Linked DNA regions of Mus musculus: region 2 is linked to region 1. A link is a contact called in public HiChIP or PLAC-seq data. All regions are on one chromosome and are shown on one strand. The core of a region is the stretch at or near the end of the contact, and the rest is flanking DNA. Distances in the headings are between cores, read along the strand shown.

The links. HiChIP or PLAC-seq counts read pairs in DNA pulled down with a chosen protein or histone mark.
Region 2: a contact with region 1 is called in an H3K27ac HiChIP or PLAC-seq map of stem cell-derived neural progenitor cells, with 6 times the contacts expected there. The contact joins two enhancer-like sites. A contact is called at or near these places in 1 of 39 promoter capture datasets (cranial neural crest) and 4 of 115 datasets of contacts at active chromatin or transcription factors (embryonic basal ganglia, embryonic stem cells, oligodendrocyte precursor cells and 1 more).

The regions. Positions count from the first base shown.
Region 1 is chr4:124,251,756-124,256,892 of GRCm38.p6, reverse strand. No RefSeq gene overlaps it. Among named protein-coding and RNA genes, the nearest start is that of Gm40242, 18 kb to the left of the region's middle. Within about 2 kb of position 2,077, at least 13 of the 459 cell types and tissues checked have an H3K27ac peak or open chromatin away from gene starts, as enhancers often do. A contact at or near this core is called in stem cell-derived neural progenitor cells, where this site is marked.
Region 2 is chr4:124,621,405-124,626,788 of GRCm38.p6, reverse strand. The region is part of intron 1 of Gm2164 (predicted gene 2164); the gene reads left to right. Among named protein-coding and RNA genes, the nearest start is that of Gm2164, 33 kb to the left of the region's middle. Within about 2 kb of position 2,563, at least 46 of the 459 cell types and tissues checked have an H3K27ac peak or open chromatin away from gene starts, as enhancers often do. A contact at or near this core is called in stem cell-derived neural progenitor cells, where this site is marked.

The DNA.
Region 1 (5,137 bases), core at 828-3,327:
TGTATCTGGTCCCGTTTTAAATAGACTAAACAAAAGAAATGAACACTATACATTTCCCCAAGGGATAGAACTTGTAAACATCCAGATATGTTAGGCTTTCATGAAATTATAAGCTGTAATTCCAAGGTATATTGCACAAATAATAGGGTGTTTCGAAATCAGCGCAGCTGACACACAAAAGCTTCAACTGTGGCTCAGCTAATAACATGGGGCAGCCATCTGTGAGGCTTCTGCTAACCTAGTCAGGAGTGAGGTGAAGAGCTCAGAGAAATGCAAATGGTTTCGAAGGTTGAGCCGAAGGTCCCCCAAGAAGGCAGGAGTCAGAGATCTCTTGCATTACAGGAACAAAAGCTCTCTCTTGACAGAGCATTGAGAGGAAAAAAAAGACAACAAAATGGGATAGCCCACACTACCATCAGAAAATGCCACATTTATTCACCCAGGAATGTTTACCATGAAGAGAAATAAATTAACAAGTAAACAGAAAAGCAAGCTCCAGACATAAATACAGTGTTTGGGTCTGCGTATAAGTGGAGTGAATGGAGACGGCTTTGCTAATAGACATGGTTTAAAAGAAAGATCACCTTAAAGCACACACACTACTCACACAGATTAGCACACTACCCACCCAGCAGGGGGAGCGAACAGAAACCAAAGTCAGCTAGCATGTAACTGGGTCTCCTGGTAGTCTTGAAAACAGTGAGTTCTCCTACCTAGGTTAAGCACCTGTGCTGGAAAACTTGTGTATTTTTGCTTCTTAAACCTTGTGGTCCCCTGCCTCTGTAAAAGAAATCTGTAAGAGCCTCAAAGTTGAGGATTGCAGGTCATGGATTGGGCTGCCCCTCCCCTCGGGGGCGGGGCCATGAGTGGGCTTGTTCTGCCCCCAAATTGTCTAAAGAAAGGACACGACAGCGGGACAGTGTGGCGAAGTCTCCATTGCAGGTTTGCGGCCTTATTTGTCTGTGCTGGTGCACATACACAACAAATGCACACATGCATGCGCGCTTGTGGCCAAGGACAAACTCCAGTATTCTTCTTCAGACACTGTCTACTTTAGTTTTTGAGACAGAGTCTCTCACTAGGACTCACCAATTAGGCTGGCTGGCTAGCTAGAGAACTAGCGAGGGTCCTTTACTGCCTTTACCTCACCTTGCCTGGCTTTTGGGGGGATCGGGCTCAAAGTCAGGCCTTCCGGTTTAACAGCAAGCACTTGACCAGCCAACCCATCTCCAGTCCCTTGTCTTCTAATTGTTTTAATGCCCATTTTTCCAGAGTTCTGAGAAAACAAAACAGAATATTAAACTTGGTCCCTAAAATGAAACCCTTCCCAGAAAAGGCAGGCACTGCTACATCACAGCGTTTCTCTCCCACTGCACACGACCGTGATTTTGAGAGTCTCAGAGTTCTGACTAGAATCTATTTTGTCATCAGTGGGAAGCTGTAGTGCACCTGTTCACTAAATCAGGACAGGGTTTTGAGTTCCGATTGTCTTGAGCAGAAGAGACCTTGGAAACTGACCAACTGGCTAATCCCTGCGCCTCGGAGCACCCTTCACGTGCCCTGCCCCCAACCCTAACCTCTGGGGCTGCTCAAAAAATAGCTTTTGACTGTGGCCTTTAACAATATGATAATTTATTTAAAACAGATACAGTCCTGAAAGTGACCCACTTAAAATTATTAAAGAGATACTGTGTTTATTTTTGCTGTCCATAAAACAGAAAATGGTTTATGAATATGCAAACCGATCTGATGTAATTAGCATGATTGGCTCCTACCGCACTCTGGTTTCTGTGGTTAGAAGAGTAGATGCAGGAACTAATGAGGTCATGTTAATGCGCCTGTGAAGAGAGCTTCCGCTGTCAGAACTGCGCAGGCAGATGTCTTCGAGAATCTTTGCTTTTCTACAAAAATCACTGAAAGTGGGCTCGCGTGGGGCGAGCTCCTGCCTGTGTGCTGGGGAACCAGCAAATCGGGAGCCACTTTGCCTCCTGCATGCAAGGAGTCCAGAGGAGAAATAAAGGCCGGTGTCCACTCAGCAAATGATTAATGCCGTATTTAATTATCTAGAAAGTCTTCAACAAGTGCGAATAACTGGGACTCCTCTGGCAGCCAGCACATGCCGCACGGTCCCATTAGACAAGCTAACGTCCTATCCCTTGGCCCTTCTTAATTAAAATAAGAGGCAAAAATGTTAATTGTGTACCGACCACCTCTGGGGATTAATCTGCCCTGTTCATTGGGCCCTGCAAACCAGGAGAGCAGCTTGCTTTTCCAGAGCAGAAAGGCATCTCCCCTGAGGGCTGCCACCCCCTTGGTACATTCAGGGCCCTGCTGGGGGAGGGGGCAGGAAGGGCACAGGCAAGGAGCAGGCAGGATGCTTTTTAATCAGAATGCTCGAAGGCATGTCGCAGAAAGCTTCTTAGATATTGAACGGGACGCAGAGAACGCTATGGAGCCTTCCTTCGGCAGCATAAACATACGAACTCGAAAACCCTATTTTCAATTTCTGCCAGCTCCTCTATGGCTCTAAAAATACACCTCACCTCTTTGTACTCCCTCCTGCCAACACACACACACACACACACACACACACACACACACATTTTGTAACAGAAACAAAGAACATCTTGAGAGCTCGCTCAAATGTTAAAAGGGAGGGGTCGGTCAAAAGTGAAGAAATGAGACCTTGGTGCTAATGAGTGGCCACAAATCGCTCTGTAGAAGGCCCGGGATGTGCCAGCTGGGTGGCAACCCTCAGGGGAGATGCCTTTCTGCTCTGGATGAGTGAGCTGCTCTCTTGGTTTTCTGGGGGCCCAGTGATCAGGGAACCACCAAAGGAGACTGACTTTGCTCATTCTAAAGACAGTGAAAGAAAAGGACGTTGGTGACCCATTGGATGATCTGCACTTTGTTCTGAGATTTCGAGAGTGGCCAGGGCTCTAGAATGTTTTCCACCATGAAGGAAGTGAACCTGGATGGTCAGTTTCTCCTCTCCTTACAGGCTCAACCAGAGCCAAAGAGGAGGCTGGGAGAGGGATCATCAACCTTCCGGAGATTCTGAATTCTGCCTCCCAGGTTTGCATTCACCTTCCCTCGTTTGAGCTCTATTCGACCTTGACAGGCAGGCTGGTCAGCCCAGGAAGCAGCAGGGCAGGGAAGTTAGCTGAACAAGTCTCTCACCTTGTATTCTGGGTAGAACCCATAAAGTCCACTCATTCACTAGGCTGCAAAGGGAATTAGAGACCAGGCAGCAGAAACCATGGTAGGAAGGCACACAGCAGCCCATGTCTATATAATGAGAAAATATTTCCATCTGTCCATACCTTTTGGTTGTGTGCAATATCCCTGTCCTGTCCTGTCTCCCACCTAACCCACCCCACCCCACCCATGGTCTCTTCTTATCCTGTACCTGGCAGCAGCTTTGGTCCACTCCGAATGACCTCTCCATTTCCTGGAGTTTAAATAGAAGCATCCGGGTGCTTCTTTATTTCTTTAGCTTTTAGTTTTTTGAGACAGGGTCTCTGTGTCACCCTGGCTGCTCTAGAACTCACTTTGTCGATCAGTCTGGCCTTGAAATCACAGAGATCCACCTGTTTCTGCCTCCCAAGTGCTGGGACTAAAGGCATGCGCCACCACTGCCCCTGGCTGCTGACACTTCTGTGGGTCCTACAAAGTGGGAACATGTATCTCCATTGTACAGAAGAGAAAACCAAGGCATGGAGAGAGTAAATGACACGTCCATAGTCAAGAACTGGTGAAAGGCAGAGGCAGGCCCTTGACTTTGTTAAAGGTTCAAGGTTCTTTCACATTAGTGTCTCAGGACATGGGACCAAAGAGAGAGACTGGTGATGCTTCCACCCTGAAGTGCTAGGGTGGAAGAGACCTTATTTAAAGGAAAGAATGACATTCAGGGCCTTAGAGATGGCTCAGTGACTAAAGCACTTGCTTCCAGAACTGGTGAAATGGGTTTAATCCCCAGGAGAGAACTGATTCCTACAGATCGACCTCTGACCTCCTTGAGTGCTATGGAATGGAAGCATGCTTACACACACACACTCACTCACATGCACATATGCACGCCTGTGCACACACATACACGCACTAAATAAGTAAGTCAATGTGGTTTTTGAAAGAATGACATGTAACTAAAAAGATTTTTATATCCCTAAAAACTAGTTGGAATACGATGATGGAAAATGCTAGCCTAAGAAAAGTGATTAATAAGCAAAGTAGAAACTGGGTCTTCTTCATCCTTGTTTCCCAGTTGGAAGGACCCTCACACCCCTCATCCTGGCCACAGGGAATCCCCAGCACCTGTGTGGCACCTGAGCATGTGGCCACACCTTGCCCACGTCCTTCCTATTCCTTGCAGTGACTCAGTCTATTTCTCTTCAGGACAGTTGACTTCAAGGTCACAAGTGAATTTCCCTTCTGCAGGATTAGATCCTCACAGAGGCAATCACGAGGCGCCTAACTCTATTCCATGACAGATTAGAACTGCTCATCCAGACTGCCTTCCGGACTGGCTGTGTGTTCTGTGTTCTTCCACAGCAGTGATATGAGGGGATACCTAGAGCCTTAGTCAGTGCTGGATTCAAAGGTGCTATTTCAAATTATGGTTGGATGTCAATAAGTAAATAAGCATACTGAGAAGTTAATTCTTGAAAGAGCATGGCCCTTTTCTTAGGGACACAATTCAACTAGAAACAAACACCGATAACTAACCCAGTTTAGGAAAACTTCGGCTATCACTGAGTGCTAGGCTTCGCACAGGTGAAACCAGACACATGCATGCAGCAAACCAGACACAACCACAGGGCTTGGAAGGCAAGTACTGTTAAAGGCATTTCAGATGCTGGGATCAGGACATGGAACCAGGAAACACTTCAAAGGCTATTGTTAAAGCATGGCCCAGAGTTCTGCAGGTGGATGTAGAAGGAAAGGATGTCTCTAGATAAGGGAGGGAAAGAAATGAGTCACACAACATAGAATATGCTTTCTCTCCTCTGAAGTTCAGGCTCTTCATTGAGGGGGGGCAGGAGGGGTAAAGTGATTGGATTTGGAGTTTAGAAAAAAAATGCCTCAGCCAGCTCAGTCAAATGTCCAGGGCATTTCCCATCCAGCATAAAGTCTGCTC
Region 2 (5,384 bases), core at 1,314-3,813, 370 kb before region 1:
CCTCACTTGGATGATTGCCAGAGCATCAGCCCCCCCACTTTCCATTCCTGCTGCCCCCTGCCCCTCCCTGTGCAATTCCCCTGCTGCCTGCTCGCCCCTTGCTGTTCCCATTTGAGTTCCAGAATCCCTCTCTTTTCCAATGAACAAACTGGGAGCTGGCCCCTGTGACAGCAGTGCTTGTCAGAGATGGCCGGGCTGATGGGTGGTTGGTGTCTTGTCACCTTTGATGGGTGACCGGTGTGTGTTGCTCACATTGTTCCTAGACCCTGAAACAGATGTGACGTGCACTACTCCCCCGGTGATTCAACAAAGCGTTGATGCGTGTGGGGGTTGGGGGAGGGAGGTGGGTACAAAGGGCAGGCTCTTGCTAATGGGATGCCACATTGCATTACTGTCCTGCAAGGAACCAGGCTCCCTCAGACAATAACAAGGGCGAGGGAATGAAGTCCAAATAGGCCCCAAACAGGACAGGGGCAGACTCCAGCTGTGGGGCTCCGTACCGGGTGGGGCTGGGTTTGAGATGATGCTATGGGTCTGATCAGAAGAGGATCGTCGGAAACCCAGCTCCGTGATGCTTGGAGGCTGATAATCTCTACTCACTCCTGCTTCCTGTGGGTGTCATGCCTGAGTACTAGAGATACTGGCTACAGAGGACAGGGCCACCTCACTGGACATCCTAACCTTACAGCTGGAAGACACATGTCTAGTGCATTGTTCGGATCTTGGGAAGATTTGGCAACTGGGGCACAGGTCCTGCTAACTTATAGAAAGTGGGTGGGGAGAGGATCCTCTTTCCATTATAGCTTAGAATTTTCCTCTGGTATCCACAGCCAAGTGCTTTGGAAGAGGCTGGTGGAGGCCTGGCCTAAATCTCACTGTCCTATTTCTTGCTCTGCTGCCTCTGTCTATCATTAAGCAGACTGTGTGGGGCTCTCAGGAACAGCATTTATACCCCCCCTCTCCCTTACTGTGGGTCCCAGCTCTGGCTCCTAGGTAGGTGGCCGGGGTCATGCAAATGCACAAGGGTCATCTCCTTAGCCTGCATCATAGTCTGCTTTGCACTAAAGCTCAAGGTTGACTCCAACTTGAAGTGTGGGGCACATGGTCAGTCATCTACAGGGACTAGGGTGTACAGATATAGGGAGAGAGCCTCTTTTGCCGGGACGTGAAGTAATTGGTTTAGCACGCAGGGGTATGGAGCTGTGTGTCACTGTGCCTGGGGTGGGGGCTTTCAGCAGCAGCTCTTCTTCTGGGACAGTGGGTGGAGGACATCTGTGCTCAACACCAACAGTCTCAGGCCCCATGCCTGTTAGGAGCCTAGGGAGTTTGAGGGAGAAAGAACATGAAGTGCTATTGAACACCAACTGTGTGTCAGTGTGTTCCTGGTCTCTTCTGCCCATGATGTCATTTCCTCTCTAGGATAAGCTCAGGAGGAAGGAGTTATCACCCCCATTGGCAGGTGAAAAACAGCTTCACAGATAAAAATTCTGTCTGGATACGGAATACCTGTATTCATGTATTCATCATTTAATTGTGTGTATGTGTGCACGTGCGCATTCATATGTGCATGTATAAGACCCCATATTCACTTATTCACCATTTAATTTGTGTGTGTGCACATATGTGCATGGATATGACCCTGTATTCATTTATTCACCCTTTATATGTGTGTGTGTGTGCACATGTGCATGGGTAATGGAGACCAGAGGGTGACTTTAGATTTTATTCCTTAGGCTCTGTCCACCTTATTTTTTCGAGGCAAAGTCTTTCGCTGGGATCTGGGGTTCACTGATTAGGCTGACTAGAGAGCCCCAAGGACCCTTCTGTCTGCCTGTCCTTCCCAGGGCTGAGATTACAAGTGTGTGCCAGCATAGCTGACTTTTCACGTGATTGAACTCACATCCTGTGGTCGCATGGCAAACACAGTACCATCTCCCTCAAACCCCTGCTTCTGTCTGTTTTGTTTGTGACCCAGGCTGGCCTCGAATTTGTCATCCTCCTGCTTCAGTCCTTAGAGTACTGGGATCACAGGCTGGAGTGGCCACACCCTGGTCCTGACTCGGAGATTCTTAATCAGGATCACTGTGTGATTATGTTGAGGCTTGGGCCTCTCTGCCTTTTGCAGAAGGGGAACCTGGACCCAGGTCAGAAACCAGGCCTGCAGTTTCCGCATTTGGCAATCTCAACCTGTTTGCACCAGCGTTCCCGAATCCTCAGTGAGAAGGGCACTTGGCAGGCTTACTAGGAAGGGCTTCCTGCGGGCTGCATTCCTGCTCGCTGTCCTGGAGGCTGATGGGAGCTTCACAAGCCCCCCTTTCAGAGCACCCAACAAGGCCCCTTCAGAGCCTGGGCTCGGCTGTACAAACACGCACATCTGGGCTGCTGTCCGGAGCAAGGCAGCGGAACTCCCCCACAGCTGGCCCTCTGCTCCTGACCTTCAGGACAAAGGGAGGCTTTGGCCATGTGGGGGCTCCCAGGAACTTGGGGCTCTGGAGGGTACAGCAGGGAACAGCTTTCTCCTTCTGCTGCCTGGAACTCTGCCTTTGACAGCACTTCCTGCTGAGGGCATGCCCTTCCCCCCTGGAGGGTTGGCACCCATCAGGACTGGGGAAGACAGAACAAAGGCTGTAGGCAGACAGGAGCCAAGTTAAAGGCACAGAAGAGCCAAGCAGCCCGCCTGCTGCAGGCCCAATCCTCTCAGAGTTTGTAATTTTGTGGAGTAGAAAGACAGAGATCAGTCATAAAAACAATAGGAGGTGCCTCTTACACGGGGTGCCTCTTCAGCTTCCGGGACTGGCTTGGGTGCTCCACACATCTCTTCTTCACAGAAACCCTACTAGGGGGCTGCTATTTTAAAGATTTTTCATTTGAAGTGCAGAGAATTAAGGTGACTTGCTGAAAGTCACACAGGGCCAGGATTTGAACATGGGCAGTGTACACTCTTATCAGTGATTCACCTTTACAAACTATCACAGGGGCAGTGCCAGGAAGAGCTGCGGGGGGTGGGGGAGGAATCGGGTCTGAGCTGCCAGGTGAAAATTGTCGTGATGGTTTAGATAGGAACTGGCAGCCATCCGGCTTGGACTAGGGCAGCAGCGAGAGCATGGGAAGGAGAATGGGCCTTTCCATGGGAGAGAGAGACTCCGGGTGTGGAATGGCATTTGCTGGTGACTGGGCAGGTGTGTCAGTGAGGGTGAAGGTGGAGCTGATGACCCCACCCAGAGCTTGGGGCATGAGCCAGCCAGCTTCATCAGCTTCTATCCTGGCCTGCTTACCAGGCCCACCTTGGCTTTTTTTTTTCTTCTTCTTCTTCAGGAAGATGGGAGAGGTGTGTGGGACATATTTGGCGCTCCTGACATTGTAATACTCTAGCTGCCGAGAATATCCTCAAGGGCTGGTTGGGAGAAGGTGTGTGTGCTCAGAGGAAGCCTAGAGATGGGCCACAGACTTGAATCCAGAGTCCTTGGATGATTTGGGGACTCCGGTAACTCACTTAAGACTATGCCTCAACTTCTGACATAATGCCTTACGAAATAACTCCTTATCTCCCAAGGGCGAGGATGGTCAGGACAGAGTACCTCAGAAGTATGGGGCTAGGGGTCTCTGGGCTAGTTTAGCTGCCTGTCTAGCCCATTAGGGGAGGCTAGCTGGGGCAGGCTCAGGAAGTCTGGACACTGGGCTCCAGGATATGATATAAAGTTGGTTGTTATGCCTTCTTTATTTTGGGCCTTAGTTTTCTGACCAGCAACATATCCCCCTCACCCCAGAGGTTGGATAGTCAGGGTGGTCTTGCCTGAGGTGGAGAGAACAGTAATGCACACTTGGCTCCAGGGTTCAGGCTGGATCCCAATAACATCTTTTTCATACCAAGCTCGTCCATTCTTTTAACCATGCTTACAAAGTGCCAGGCCCTGGCTGGCAATGTAACTCAGTGGTAGAATGTTTTCCCAGCATGCTTTATCCCACAACCCTGGACCATGACACAGAACAGCACAGAGTGCTAGGCGGACCCTGGCCTTTAGCCTGCAACACGGTGGTGACTCAAGGTTGGCAAGGTCCTAGCTTCCCGAAGCACGCTGTGACAGACTGAGGAGACACAAACAAAACCAAAAACTATCACCAGAATGCAGAAACAACAGACTGCTTTACAGGGACATAAATGGGTAAATAAGTCAAAATCAAATTTCTAGTATCAAGGAGAGACCAGAGAGGGCCTTCCTCAGGTGCTCAGGGGAAGGCAGGTCTCGTGGTACTGTGTCACATGGGCCCAGGGATTGGCTGATGAGTTACCATCTTGAGATGCTTAGGGAAGAGCTAGCCAGTGCAAGGGGCTAGGGTGCAGTAGGAGAGAGAACACTGGGAAGTGGGAGAGAAGCCAGGTTGTGTGGACCTTTACAGGTGTTTTTAGGGCATGCAAACTTTCTTCTTAACTTTTTTTTTTTTTTTTTTAAAGATTTATTTATTATATGTAAGTACACTGTAGCTGTCTTCAGACACTCCAGAAGAGGGAGTCAGATCTCGTTACGGATGGTTGTGAGCCACCATGTGGTTGCTGGGATTTGAACTCCGGACCTTCGGAAGAGCAGTCGGGTGCTCTTACCCACTGAGCCATCTCACCAGCCCCTCTTCTTAACTTTTATTTCATTCATTTGAGCCAGTTTTGGTATGTTGAGCTGGTTTCGAACTCCTGAGCCCAAGTGATCGTCCTAGCTGGACTGGCAGGTGTGTGACACCTGGTCCCGCCAGTGTGAACTGTGTGCCAAGAGCCCTGGGAAGTCTTTGAGAGGTTTGAGCCTGGGCAGAATCAGTCTGGTTCACTGCTGTGCTGGAAGGGATCAAATGGAGGGAGGGCTTCAATGCATGGGCACCTTTGGCTCAGGGCCTGCCTGCCTGCCCTGGCTAGGCATCACTCCTCTAGCTGCCGAGACCTTTTCCCTGTCTCTTCCAGGCCAGGGGTCCTAGTTGTCCAGGGCCCCAGAGAGCATCTAGGATCTAGGAGCAGAGGATTGGCCGGAAGCCACAGGCAGGGGCTGGACAGCCGTGCCAGCGGGCATGGGCGTGGCTGCCCTGGCTGCTCCCACTCCCTACGCAGGCCAGAGCCCTACCCCCACCCACATGGGGCTTTTGAATTAAAGAGTCTTAACTTTTTCTTTTAAATGGCAGCTCTGTGTACTGTACATGGTAATTAATACATTAGCATTTATGCAAAATACCATCACAGCCAGGCTGGTATGTCAGCTGCCTTCCTGAGCTGCAAAAATGTGAGCGCCCCGAGGTACCTCAGACAGGCCTCCCCGCCCCCAGCAGACAGATCCGTTTGACCCACGTCATTTGCTAACATGTCTTGGGAGTCTGGGTGCATGCAATGCCTCGGTGCATACAGA